2 separate regions of the Hordeum vulgare genome follow, and region 2 is linked to region 1. A link is a contact called in public Hi-C data. All regions are on one chromosome and are shown on one strand. Each heading gives the region's core, a stretch centred on a gene start, on an enhancer-like site or on the middle of the called end of the contact. The rest is flanking DNA. Distances are from core to core; before and after follow the strand shown. Region 1 holds the start of LOC123442935 (DEAD-box ATP-dependent RNA helicase 39). Region 2 holds the start of LOC123442938 (ubiquitin-conjugating enzyme E2 2-like).

Region 1 (7,201 bases), core at 2,296-4,795:
TCATCTACCTCTCTGTCTCTCTTGCTGGATCAAGAAGGCCGAGATCATCGTCGAGCTGTACGTGTGTTGAACGCGGAGGTGCCGTCCGTTCGGCACTAGATCGGAGCGGATCGTGGGATGGTTCGTGGGACGGTTCGCGGGGCGGATCGAGGGACGTGAGGACGTTCCACTACATCAACCGCGTTTATTAACGCTTCTGCTGTGCGATCTACAAGGGTACGTAGATCTGAAATCCCCCTCGTAGATGGACATCACCATGATAGGTCTTCGTGTGCGTAGGAAATTTTTTGTTTCCCATGCGACGTTCCCCAACATGGGGGAGGGGGGTAGGCGCGCCCTGATGCCTGGTGGGCCCCATGGGCCTCCCCTCGTGTGCTTCCTTGACTCTCTAGATGTCTTGTGGGCAGAAAAATCTCCAAAAAGTTTCGTGACATTTGGACTCCGTTTGTTATTGATTTTCTACAAAGTAAAAAAAGCAAAAAAAACAACAACTAGCACTGGGCACTATGTCAATAGGTTAGTCCCAAAAAATGATATAAAGTTGCTATAAAATGATTGTAAAACATCCAAGAATGATAATATAACAACATGGAACAATAAAAAAATATAGATATGTTCGAGACATATCAACGACCAGTCCTTAAGTCGGTTGGGGACCTACTTTTGCCGCAAGAAAGATAATTTTCCAATAAAAATCCCCTCAAAGTTTTAGCCCCACCAGAGTTACGGATATCCATATATTTAACAAACGGTTACGAGCGAGAAAACAAGAGTGAACATAGAAGAGAAACATAGAGATAGATCCCATAACGGAGGGGCTCCTGCCCTTCAGGAGCCATGTCAGCCATGGACCACACGGGAAACCCCCCCTCCCACCTAGGGAGGAGGCCAAGGAAGAAGGAGGAGCGGGGCTATCTCCCACTCTCTCCCGGTGGCGTTGGAGCGCTGCCGGGGCAACCATCATGACGACGATCTGCACCAACAACTTTGCTGTCATCACCCCCAACTCTCTCCCCTCTAGGCAGCGGTGTAAATCCTCTTCTCCTCGCTGTAATCTCTACTTAAACATGGTGCTTAATGCTATATATTATTACCCAATGATGTGTGGCTATCCTATGATGTTTGAGTATATTTCTATTGTCCTATTAGTTAATTATGGTATGATGTTATTGATATGAGTTGTATGTTGATATGGTGTTGTCTACCCTCCGTGACGCGCACACGTGAGGGAATCTCGTTGGAGGATTAGTGATATGTTCAGAATTCGCTTATAGTGGGTGGCTAGAGTGACAAAAGCTTACACCCGAGTAAGGGGATTGGCGTACGTGAGTAAAGAGAACTTGATATTTAATGTTATGGTTGGGTTTTACCTTCATGTTTTTTAGTAGTTGCAGATGTTTGCTAGAGTTACAATCATAAGTGCATATGATCCAAGTACGAAAAGTGTGTTAGTGTATGCCTCTCCCTCATTGCATATGATAAGTATCTATCATGTTATATTGAATTGCCTATGGACAATATTTCTCTTGCCTTACAAAAAGATTTATACTAAACAACTAACTAAATTAATATTTATTAAAACATTGCCTAACTTTTATTTCCATGTTCTTTATTACCTTGCAAACCTATCTATTACACCTACTAAGTACTTCTAGTTTTATTCCCACAAAGTAGTTTCATACTTGTTCTACGTAAAGTAAGCATTAGCGTGCATAGAGTTGTATTAGCAGTCGATAGAACTTGAGAGATTATTAATTTCACCTTTAGCTCTTTGTTGGGTTCAACACTCTTACTTATCAAAAAAAAAGCTACAAACAATCACCTACACTTGTGGGTTATCACTTGGGCCCCACAAGCTAACATGACACGTCGGGGGGGGGGGTGTTGGCTTGTGGCCAACAAATGGCCCCCTCTGGTATATTTTGTCCCAATAATTTTTATATATTTCATAAAAATTCTTCGTGAAGTTTCAGGTCATTTAGAGTCGAGTGAATTTTCAACCATTTCCTTGGTTTTCAAGTCGAGAATTCCAATTTCCAGTAAGTTCCCTCCTTATGATGTACCTTTCATATTTAGAGAGAAAAGACATAAGAATTATATCACAATGAGGAATAATGGACAAGAATAACATAAACGTCAATAAGAATTCATGATGCAAAATGGATGTATCAACTAACACATAGAACAACAAGCCACACACAACTTACTTGCTCTTGAAGTGCCACGCCATTTGGCCAGCGATCATGCACTTGTTTGTAAAAAGCCACAATACTTGTTGACGACCTCTTGAATGTTGTACCACCGATGTCTGAGTGACTTGAGAGTGCGATCGTGGATCACCTCCGTGTTGTACGAATTATAGTACTTTTGCTCATGAAACCAATCATGCACCATGTGCCAAGATGCCCCATCCTTTTGCTCCATGCCATGAAATAGATCAATACTAGTGGCCAACCACGTATCACACAACAATTCATTCTCCACAATGGAGAAATCATGTCCCCTCTTCTTTGGGTTGGCACCCAACGACCAATAGTCGTCCGGATCCATGTCCGACTACTAGGTGTCCATCTATCTGGTTGGGAGTCATCCACTTGTCCGTATTTATGGCCACCTCCATCGTGGATCATGTTCATCATCTCATCCTCATTTTGCTGTTGTCGCGCTTGGTTGAGACATTCTGAAGTGACCGGGCACCGACGGACGAGAGCTCCACAACCGACACCCGTGATTGGACAAGCATTAGTGACTCCATGAAGACATAGTCGGTGTTGAGGTCGACGGTGAACATCACTTAGTGGCTGGAGGTGAATGAGGCTGGGACGGGATGTTGTTGCGTGCTGGGAAGGAGCAAGCTGCTGGGCTGCGTAGTAGTAGGACGCCTTCAGCTGGGTGGACCAAGGTTGCGATTGCCCGGGTGACACTGACCTGACGTTGTGCTTTGGCTTACACACTCCATCCTGACCGTCCATTGCCGCATCTTCCGCCCTCTCCTTCGCCTTGATGCATCGACCATTGCATTCCGCACACCGGATCTTGCCGGTGTCCGCCCCCGGGTCTTGTAGGATGTCGAACAACATCATCGGCTCCTCCGACCACTCCATCGCAATGACGAATGGCAGAATGGGTCAAAACGGTGGAAACAACAGGGATCGGGAAAGAGCGGTGAGAAAGAACGGGCTTTTGTGTGAAAGCAATGATGAGATTGTACAAATTCGCAGGCTCTGCCTTTATTTTGAATGAATCCACATTATCTCAGTTCTACATGGCGGACGTCCAAACGTCGACATACCTCCCCTTCGTTTGGTGCCGGTTCGAGGAATTTAGTAAAGGTCAAAATGTTCAAACCGTTGGATCCAAACATGTATAAAAGGTTTATCGATCCACTTTGGAGTTGCCCTAGACTAGTGAAAAACGTTGAGGCAGGGGCGGACGGGCACCCTTCGTTCATCAGCAGCAACCCGCTGAGGCTCAAGCCGCCGGCCCACCGCAGACTGCTTCACCTCGCATTGCCCTGCTCTTCTCTTCTTATCCGCCGCGACCATCTTCTCTTCCCCTCACCCTTCCACTCCTCTCGCAAAACCCCTCCCAATCTAAACCCTCGCCACCGCAATGGCGATGGCCGCCGCCGGGCGGTGCCTCCTCCTCTCCCGCCCCTCCCCTCTCCGCCTCCGCATCCTCCGCGCCGCCCTCTCCACCGCCGTCCCCCCTTCCTCCCCCGCCCTCGCCGCCCCCGCGCCCCCTCCCCGCCACGAGCTCCTCCTCGAGCGCCTCCGCCTCCGCCACCTCAAGGACTCGTCGTCCCCCGGGCCCCCGAAGCCGCTGAGGGAGAGGGCCAGAGGCGGGGAGAGGGGCTCGCAGCAGCAGCAGCAGCAGAGGAGCGTTGAGGTGGAGAGCTTCGAGGAGCTCGGGCTCGAGGAGGAGGTGCTGGCCGCGATGCGGGAGGCGGGCATCACGAAGCCCACCGAGATCCAGTGCGTCGGCGTGCCCGCCGTGCTCTCCGGCACCAGTGTCGTGCTTGGATCGCACACCGGCTCCGGGAAGACGCTCGCCTACTTGCTCCCTCTCGTTCAGGTACTTGGACTGACTCAGCTTTTTCACATTTGCGAGGCATGTGCCTGCAGGTATATTTGCACCGATGTCTACTAATTACTAGGACAAAAAAACCGCGTTGTAAGGGACAAAGTTGCAGCATATGTCTAGTGAATCTGGTGCATTTGATTTTGCCATTTCCATGAAAAGAGCAAAACAACTCATAGAGCGTGTCATGGTCTCATGATCAAGTAAGAGAACTATGCTTAACTCATATGAGAGAGGCTCATTTCAAGCCAGTGGCAGAGCATCATCCAAATTACAGAGAGGGCCAATTTAACTTTCATGCTTACTGCTTAGCATTAGGCACCGTTACAAGATTGGGACAGTTTAGTACTCCCTCCGTTCCTAAATATAAGTCTTTTAAGCGATTTCACTAAGGGTCTACATACGGAGTAAAATGATTGAATGTACACTCTAGAGTATGTCTACATACATCCGTATGTACTCTATTAGTGAAACCTCTAAAAAGACTTATATTTAGGAACGGAGGGAGTATTTGATTAGGGTGCCAGTGGTGCTAATTAGCCGAGAGGTCTCAAAAGAAATGGAAGGTGTTGTTTAAGAATAGTAGCTGGGTGAGACAGATGGTTTGAGCTAAAACCTGTAATAATTCCAATCAAGTTTAGGTAAATTAATGATTTAGAGAAAAACTGGATAGTCATATATAGGAGATTGCTGGTGGTTCAGGGATATTTAAAACCCTGTGGGTCTCTCTTCATCTTGCGGGAGTTGTGAAATGAGACTCTGTCTAGCTTAGTCTTGCATATACCCCCACCTCCTTTCGCAGTCAGGCTCATGCCCTGGATCTATTTTTCGTAAAAATAAAATAAAGGAATGGTAGAGTCCAATCAGGCGAAATGAGTGTTTTCTCTCATCATATTTAAATTTCAGTATATCTTCAACTGATCATGGCCTGTGAATTAAGGCATTCTTTCTAAGTTCTAACCAGAAGGTTCAGTAACCATGGTAGGTCTTTGATTTATGTAGCTACTGCGTCATGATGAAGCGACGCTGGGTATGTCAATGAAGCCAAGGCGGCCAAGAGCTGTAGTTTTATGCCCAACAAGGGAGCTGACCGAGCAGGTCAGCAGCACTTTCAAAGTATTTATTATTTTGAACTATGATTTGATATCTGTGTGATTGACTGTCGTTTATGTGATATTCTCAAATGACAGGTCTTCCGTGTTGCAAAGTCCATAAGTCATCATGCACGTTTTCGGTCAACGATGGTTAGTGGAGGCACCCGTCTAAAACCCCAGGAAGATTCTTTGAACATGCCTGTTGACATGGTTGTTGGGACACCTGGAAGGATCCTAGATCATATAAAGGAGGGCAATATCGTTTACGGCGACATCAAATATCTGGTGTGTTCCTGAGTTATGGGCGAAGAATTACTATCCTGCATTTTTTTTGCTGATGCCAAAGTTTATCACTTGGAATGAGTTCATTTATCTGCATTGAAGGTTCTGGATGAGGCAGATACAATGTTTGACCAAGGGTTTGGAGAAGACATACGGAAGTTTCTTGCTCCTTTGAAGAATCGTTCTTCAAAGCCTGGCGATCAAGGGTTCCAAACCATATTGGTGTCTGCTACCATGACCAAGGTATTATTCTAGTCAGGCATCCAGCAAATCCTATCCATCTTAATAAATAAATGATATGCTGCTGCCTTACCTTCAAAGATCTTGCATGTAGTATTTTAAAACAAACTTCTCCTATTTTTCTTAAGAACCATCTTCTCAGCTATTCCAGATTATATATACAGATGCTCAACGCCTTAATATTTTCCTATGCATGATTTGTGAACCTTTAATATCCTTTATTGACCACCCTTCTACTTCAGGGAGTACAAAAGCTGATCGATGAGGAGTTTGAAGGTATTGAGCACTTACGGACATCAACCTTTCAAAAGAGAATTGCAACTGCACGACATGACTTCATCAAACTTTCTGGTTCAGAAAACAAACTCGAGGCTCTCCTGCAGGTTATTGAACTCTGTTTCTCCTCCCGTCCTCTTTGTACGTGCATAAGTGCACACACGTGTCTTGGTGCAAGCTGGAGTAATGTCCATTAAATTCTCCATTTTCTTATCTATCTTGTTCTTCGTACAGTTTAATGGGGTTAACAATTGGCTACTCGATATCATAAATGTCATTTAATCAAGTATAGTACATATGATACTGTATCTGGAGAGTTTGATTGCTTAGGTGATCAAACTTCTGTTAAAACAACACCTTGGCTTCTTGGACCTGTGGCCTGCACTTGCCAGTCAGGATAGAATCATTTTGTGCTTTGGGTACCAGAGGGGCCCACAAGGGAGCCTCACTCTACCACCTGGCCCAAGGGACTAAGTCAATCAGAGTCGGTTAGTCCTGCCAAGCCAATATCCTAGGCCAATCAGGATTAACCCTTTTTATTTAAACAAGCCTTACTCTGTTAAAAATCCTAGATATGAGTTATATTAATGAGCTGTACTCAGTTATGAGTCCTAGAGATGAGTTGAACTTGGCACTATGGAAACCCATAGGGGGTAGTCTGTTCAGGTTGCAAGGTGGACGGGATATCCCACTTTGCTGCTGTGCCGCCCGGCGAAAAAGCCCGCAAAACTGCCGCCGGGCTGACTGCGTTTTCAACAGCAGGTTCAAGCGGACACGCCGCATAACCGCGTCAGTGCGTCACCCCGCCTCTCTCAGAAAAAGAACTACTCTCTCCGGATGGGCCGCCCTTTCCTCCGACCTCACGCCGCCCTGGACGAGAACATGTAAACCCCAACGGCGAGCACCTCGTGGGCTGGGCCTAGTAGGTGCGCATGAGCGGGAACTGGGCGGCCTCTTCTCCGGCTTCGACTGCACCATGGTCTTCGTGCGCCAGGAAGAGGACTCCTGGAACTCCATTGCCACCGCCGGCCGCTCGACGCTCATGGGCAACTGTCTCCTAGTCCTCGCGCTCATTGAGGGCGCCGGCCTCATGCTTAACCGCGACCTCGTCCCGCCTTAGAACCTCCGGCCACTCCCAACCGACAACCCCAACTTGGTGGCTTCCTAGGGATGCCCCAGCCAGCCGTGTTCCCTGGGGAGGATGCGAGCTCAGCTGGTTCGGGGGTTTC
Region 2 (7,228 bases), core at 3,425-5,924, 350 kb before region 1:
GGCCCGAGGCACGATCAGTGGGGATGCTATTAACAGTCCTCAACAGCAGACCTAACCAAAACCTTGTGCATGCTGTCCCTCGGCTCATGCCAATGCAGCAGTATTCAAAAAGAATTAATTATCTTCCAAATACAGGACTGCCTAATAAGCCACTGCGATAAACCAAGTAAAAGAACCCAGCACTCAAATGGGTCCTGAATGATACTTCCTGGCCTCATATTCATGATAAAAGATAAGGTACACGGTCCGTTGAACTCAGAAATCAGGATGGGAATTTTGCATTTTGCACCATGCGACCTCTAGACATAACAGATGAAACTGGAAGAGACCAACAGCCAGAGGGTGATGTCCTGAGATGGCTACCGTTTCTCCCTTGACAACTCTGACATAGGTACGAATGGCCACTCTTGCCTCCTGCTTGAGCTCCTCAGATTCTAGTTCGGGAAGATACAAGCGTCACCAACATCAGGAGGATCCTCGGAGGAGAGAACGAACCCTCATTTGCAGGACCCGCTGATCTCGCCCCTCTCTAATGGTGAAGCCAGGGGCGGAGCTAGACTAATTCAAGGGTATGCAATGTATACCCAATATTTTTTGTCAAATAATTTCAGTTTATATGTCCATGTGTATATATCAAGCATGGTAGCCTTTTTACGCGTGTAATCAGGAAAAACAAGAGCAGAAGCACTGTTCATGGCTTCTGGCGTCCTCCCACGTTCTGGTTTCCTCCACGTGGGCCAATATCTCACTTAGGCCCGCCACCGGGCTTTTTAAGTTTGCTGCTGGGCAAACGTAAGGGGTCGAAGGCTCAGAGCGGAGGAATTGCTGATTGATACACGATTCGCACGAAAGAACTAGGGCATCCTGCGGCCGCGCGCGGGTCAACAATCAGATCAGTGTCTCAGCCGCTACCGCGTAGGCACTCCCTGCCCTCGTCGTTCACAGTGACGGCAGCAGGACGATGGTTAGCGGTGCGCGCATCCGGCACTCCGGCAAGCAACTGGCAAGTCCAACGCCCAACCACGACGTGTACGTACTCCCCCAACTGCGGCAACATCCATCATGGTTATCTTTTTGTTCTATCAGTTCTTCATTTCCCCTTATTATCAATTTGAGAACAGATGATATAACCTATATTTCTTGATTATAATTGATATATGTCCAATAATCCATCGTGGGTATCATTAATAATTGATTATTAATAATTGATATATGTCAACAGAATAGATGCAAGAGAAACAAGGTGAATTTATGCATTTTAATCATCATTTATTGTTTCCAAAATCGTGATCATATTGATAAAATGTGATTCTATCGTTGACATCTGAACATAATAAATTATGTGAGGGATTGTTTGTTACAAACAATAATGCAGTCTTATTACTTCCATTATTGTGTGGACTTTCGTATCTTATGTATTGTTGTCTCACAAAATAATCGACTTTGCATACCCATATCAGAATTCCTGGCTCCGGCCCTGGGTGAAGCCATGGGGAACGTACGGAAGGTGATTCACTCCAAAGTTCACCATTGTTGCAGGAAGAGAATAATGTGGATGGACACAAGGAGAGGGAGTGGGGAGAAGGCATTTGCCCCCAGCGTATAAGCAGGAACACTACTCTGTGGCCCACCTCCCTTGCACATCCACAGACTCTGGCGATTGTGCTTCTCAATTACTCCCTCTGTATCTAAATATAAGTCTTTTAAGATATTTAACTAGATGTCTACATACGAAGTAAAATGAATGAATCTATACTCTAAAGTATGTCTATATACATCCGTATGTAGTCTATTAGTTGAACATCTAGAAAGACTTATATTTAGAAACGGAGGGAGTAGACAGGATCCGTTCACATGTCCGTATTATAACAGGCTTTGCATCTAACATCCGAGATGCAATTAGCCTGTGGGTGGCCGAATCCCAGGCATTTACTGCAAGATACAGGCAGCGGGGCGTGGATTGGCTGGTTGAAGTTGCCAACAAATGAAGATGCACTAATTAAATTGATCCCCCACATGCTCCAACAATTGGAGCAAGTGCGTTGAAAATATACGTATCACCGAAGAGCTACCAATATGTAATGAGTCGAGGCTTGAACAGATTGAAAAGTTGAATTTTCAAATATATGCTCTATAGTTAAGTGTAACAAACTGGCATTGCAAAACGTTGGTGTATAAAACTATAAATAATCAGAGCTGCTTATTTTGTACCTGGATGGATGTAAGTATAGCAGCTACATCATATATTGGGCTCCACTGATTCTGTAGGATATCTAAGCATATGCTTCCATCAGCATAAACTGCAGGCCATAAGAAAAAGGTCACGATGACAAGTAGAAGTGGAGAGTACATGATTTGTATCCTTGTTTTTGGCTTTCTATCAGCGGAGTAAAAAGAAAGCGAGAGTTTCATCAGTTCAAAATCATAAGCTACGCATGCACTCAAAGTGTGCTGTAAAGGCTGCAGCATGCTTGCTCAAGGTAATCAGCAAAGATGTGTTCACGGCATAAAATCAATATCAAGCCTTCACAGCACAACCGACAAGTGTACATCTATAAAGCAGGTAACAAAATACAAAGAACAGTAGTTAATTGTTGGAAGTCTCTGAAACAGAAGGAACAAGAGAACTAAGCGCAAACAAAATAAGTAGGCTCCATTTACAAAAAACATATGCATAGATTTAAAAATTAGATACACTTAGTAGTATGTTACAGATCAATATTTCAGTTAGAAATACAAATACGTTAAGAACAATCTTTCAATTAGAAATGCATGCCAGCTCAATTTAATCTAACTATTTCATGTGTACACACGTATTTAAAGATCACGTGAAACAACTTACTGTTAGGGTGAAACATCCGAGAAATAAACCGAACTGTTGGTGGCTTATTAGGATATTCTTCATTGAACTGGAGAGTCAGCTTAAACGTACCTGAAAATGGGATACAGCTCAGCACAAAATGGAAAGAAAGAAATCAAAATATGCAATCAGAACTAAAAATAACAGGGATACTATAAGCAACCTATGAGCCATACAAATCGTGCATGTGATGCTAGTTACTGCAATGAAGCTGGGCTAGACTCGGTTCTCAAATTTAGTATTTTCGATCTATTGACGAAGGTTCTAAATAGCTAGCTGAGCTGCAGATTTTTTGGATCCTAATCGTTCAGCGATATGCCAATGTTCCACTACGGTAGCGACAGCCGTATAGCTTCAAATAGCTCAGCTATTTGCCTTAGCTAGCCATAACTCTTCTATTCTATATAGGTACCTTTTACCAACACAACATGCTAACTTTGGAACTCAACTTCGTAACAAAGCCTACTTATATTATAAACTTAACTTGTGAGATACCTATCAAAGTACCTCTTTTTTCTCTGCTCAGCACTCTTATCACTATGACTATATGTCTAAGTAATTAAGTACTTGGTAATTATTCTGAAGAAAAACAGGTTCCGGTCATTTGTTTCGTTTTATATTCCACACTGCCTTATATGAATTATGTTGTATATCTATTATTTTCCTATTACAATAGACAAGGCACCATTCCAGCAGCCTCAGGACAGGAGTGCATGGACAGCAGTGGCATTGACAAAATACGACGTTAGGGTATCCATCGTGACGTTGTTTGGCACATAACCATCACGGTGCACCCCCATTTCGATGTCGGACCACACCCCTGCACCGCCACATCATTCCATATGTCGAACTCCCAATATTACGACATGAGATATCCAGGTTGGAATCACATTGCTAATCTTTGGTGGCCATGGCACCTAGCATGTAACAACCAAAACCAAGGGAGTCCAGCAAGGAAATTCTAGGATTCTAGGACATCATTGAAAAAGCTATTGCAACTACACTTATATCAACTAACCTCCGTCCCACGGGCTATCATCAGGGCTGCAAATCAACACGAGCAAATGCATGAGCACACCACAACCCAAAGACATTGAAGAGGAAAAGAAAGGAACGGCGCAACCATGTAATCCTAGCATCATTCATACCCAAAAATCACAGCATTCCACAGCATTATGTTGTTGTCCTGCGGCGCCCCGCTTATGCCCGCAGGAGGGTCCTGCATCAGCCGCTTGAAGTCCCTCATCAGCCTCTTCCTTGAAGGAGTCGACATCCTCAAAGTTATCTGCGAAAACCACACCGCCATGTGAGCACACCGCCACAAAACCCAGCAACCGACACATACCGGCGCAAACCTAAATTCTCGCGAACACCGGACATCAAATCTACGGACACGGAATTCGCTCGCGGCTCAAATCCTCCCTCCTCCGAGACAGCTGCTCGTGCCCCCGCCGTCCCGCGCACACGATTTTGACAAGAGAACAAGCGTATATCTAGGTCGAATCGGGAGCTCTAGCCTACGAATATCCCCAAAGCGAACCGAATCTGGGGAGCGAAGCGAGGAGGGCTCGAGCGATCTGGCAGGGGGGAGGGGATCGGTGGTCACCTGAGATGCGGCCGGCGGTGGTGGTGGAGATGTAGGCTCCCGCGTGCTCGTTGTCCTAGAGCATGGAGACGACGGGGTGGACGGCTTTAGGTCAGCCTGGGCGATGGAAGGGCAGGTCGGGGATGGAGAGGGGGCTATGTAGAGAGGAGGGCAAAAGGATTGGACAGGAGAGTCGAGGAAAGTCAGCGATGACAACACCGCCAGCCACTGGTCGATTCACGCACGCAAGACGCAAGTGATCCAAATATCCTGCCGAAAGGCACCTACTCAATTGTTTTCTCCCCTAATAATAAAGCGCGTAGCCATTCTGCCGTCCGTCGTGGCAATTTTACAGAAAACACTCTGTATTTTGTTGAAATCAACCCGCAGTCCTTCATTAAGTGGAAAAAAAACCTGTCCCGTTACCTCCGTCTTCCCCACCCCGCAGATCGAACCAGAGAGAGAAGAAGAGGGGAGCCACCGCCGCCCCCGCCGTCCCCGCCACAAGCCCCCGGCAAGCGCCGCCCCCGAGGAGGAGAGGCGAGAGAGGAGAGGGATTCGGCCGGAAGGTTCCGAGAGATGGCAGTCCCGGCGTTCTACAGGTGGCTGGCGGACCGGTACCCACAGACGGTGTCGGACGCGGAGGAGGAGGAGCCCATGGAGCTCGAGCCCGGGGCCTTCGTCCCCGTCGACCCCCACCACCCCAACCCCAACGGCCTCCAGGCCTCCGTCGTCACGCTGGCCGACCAGCTCTGCCGCCTCCACCTCGGGCAGATGCAGCCCATGCCCATGCCCATGGCGCGCCTCGCCTCCTCGGACGAGAAGCTCCGCCCCCTCCACGTCGGGCAGACGCAGGCGCAGGTCGTGCCGGCTCCCCCGGTGCTGCCCGCCTCCCCGGCCGAGAAGCACGCGGCGATGCCCAAGAGCATCTCCATCCGCTCCAAAGGCTACCTGAAGCATCGCGTGACGAAGCCGGTGAACGTCGGCTCGGTGAGATCATCGAAACCCAACCCCTCCATTCCCCCAACTCAATCCCGCGGCTCTGTGCCAGTCCAATCCATGACGCTCACGTGTTCGACCATTTGCTTGTGTCGACGCAATGACAGCAGCAGCGCGTGTTCGTGGGCGTGGACGGCGCGAAGGAGGAGGAGCACAAGGGCGGAAGCGATGGCGGGGAGAAGGGCGGTCAGGTCGCCACGGCTCCCGGCGGGTTGAAGTTCCAGGTGTTATATATGCCACATCAGAAAACAAGCAAAAAGCACAAAAATGGGAGACCTAAGTAACGCAAATTTTGATTTAGATGCACAGAGCAAACGACACTTGAGTCAACAGAGTTAGGACATACCGGCAAAAATGTGAATATTTGAGCTGCTTATCGGTGGGGTTGATCTGGGATTCTGGATCATCAGAGAGGTAAATTCATGTGTTGGAGGGTACTTTCGTACATGGTTTGTTATGTAAGTTATTCTGAATTGCTAGCTGACCTTCACGTTTCTCTAAAATTGTGCGCAACTGCCAGGGTATGATCCGTGCAGTGATTATCCTATCAATGGCTATCTCAATGATCCAGCAGTGCAGGACGCTTTCCACGCTAGGATGACAGAGTGGTCACCCTGCAAGTAATTAGATGAATGGACATTGATTTAGCATATACCGGTCAACGATTTTTCAATGATTTTCACCCACACGTCCGAAAGTTAACCGTGTGATTCATGCTTGCAGAAACTTCAAGTGGAAATATGCGCCAGTGACTATGCTGCCATCCATCAAGTTCTTGATCGAGAACAAGCTTCCCGTTTGGATATTCAGGTAGTAACAGATTAACATCAGTTATTATCAGACACCTAAAAAATATTTAGTTTTAGTAGTACGATAAAGTTTCCTGCATTTTACAGTGGTGATTTCGACTCTGTATGCCCTCTTCCGGCGACGAGGTACTCTATTCAAGACCTTGGCCTTCCTGTGACCACTCCATGGCGCCCATGGGTAGCAAAGGGGGAGGTAATTAAATCCCATCATCGAAAACATTATTCATCTACAATGTTCTGGTCACTCTGAAATTGACGGCTTCACTCACTGGTTAGGTGGCAGGATATGTTCAGCAGTACGCCGGAGGATTGACATTTCTATCAGTGAGAGGTGCCGGTCATCTTGTTCCGTCCTTCCAGCCTGAGAGAGCGCTGGTAATGTTGACCTCTTTCCTGAAAGGGATGCTTCCACCTTACATTACATAGAAGGTCGGTGAGTCATGCAGGAGTTGGCAATTGCTACTATGTGAAAATAGAGTTGCCACTTGCTATGAGTTAATTAATGTTTTCCTTTGGAAGGTTTATTTGCTTAATAATGATATAATATGTACCTGTATCCGGTAGATTTGAAGAAGGTCTCCTGCGCCGACTTTTTTAGAAGACCATCAGTCGTCGCTTAGACCTTCTTTGCCACAGGTATCTACCTTCACCAATCTTCCGCCTCAATCGCTTTAGGTTCTTGAGGGGGCAACACTCTTGTTGCCGGGTCAAAGCATTGTTGCTGTTGCAGCTTTCTTTATCTTACTTTGTCCCTGCCTTGATTATGTTGTTGTAAGGTGTGATCTAGGAGATGACCGAAGTGCTTGTAGTCGCATGCATTAGATGGAGTTGTGTTTGATTTACAGCTATTTACATAAAGATTTTGCTGATATTTTTCTGGGTTGAAGCAAACACATCCAGATAGTTTCAGTGTTTTTTCAGAAAAATTGAACTTAAGAAAATAGAAGTTGTGGTTCACACAAGTTATAACTTAAT

What was found. Hi-C and Micro-C count contacts between places; a contact is called where the count stands out from the background.
Region 2: a Hi-C map of leaf shows a contact between it and region 1, with 4 times the contacts expected there. The contact joins the promoter of LOC123442938 here to the promoter of LOC123442935 in region 1. A contact is called at or near these places in 2 of 6 Hi-C or Micro-C datasets (both in leaf) and 1 of 1 datasets of contacts at active chromatin or transcription factors (embryo).

Annotation. Positions count from the first base shown.
Region 1 is chr3H:52,902,669-52,909,869 of MorexV3_pseudomolecules_assembly, reverse strand. It overlaps LOC123442935 (DEAD-box ATP-dependent RNA helicase 39), which reads left to right and starts at 3,545. Exons shown (of 9, transcript XM_045119125.1): 1 at 3,545-4,074; 2 at 5,083-5,178; 3 at 5,271-5,459; 4 at 5,559-5,699; 5 at 5,939-6,079. The coding sequence starts at 3,613. LOC123442936 reads left to right here and starts at 6,095. Exons shown (of 1, transcript XM_045119126.1): 1 at 6,095-7,201. The coding sequence starts at 6,547. The coding sequence ends at 7,092.
Region 2 is chr3H:53,252,911-53,260,138 of MorexV3_pseudomolecules_assembly, reverse strand. It overlaps LOC123442938 (ubiquitin-conjugating enzyme E2 2-like), which reads right to left and starts at 4,674. Exons shown (of 6, transcript XM_045119127.1): 1 at 4,467-4,674; 2 at 4,009-4,145; 3 at 3,879-3,904; 4 at 2,843-2,932; 5 at 2,212-2,300. The coding sequence starts at 4,133. LOC123441472 (zinc finger CCCH domain-containing protein 39-like) reads left to right here and starts at 5,025. Exons shown (of 3, transcript XM_045117896.1): 1 at 5,025-5,435; 2 at 5,552-5,668; 3 at 5,965-6,045. The coding sequence starts at 5,025. The coding sequence ends at 6,045.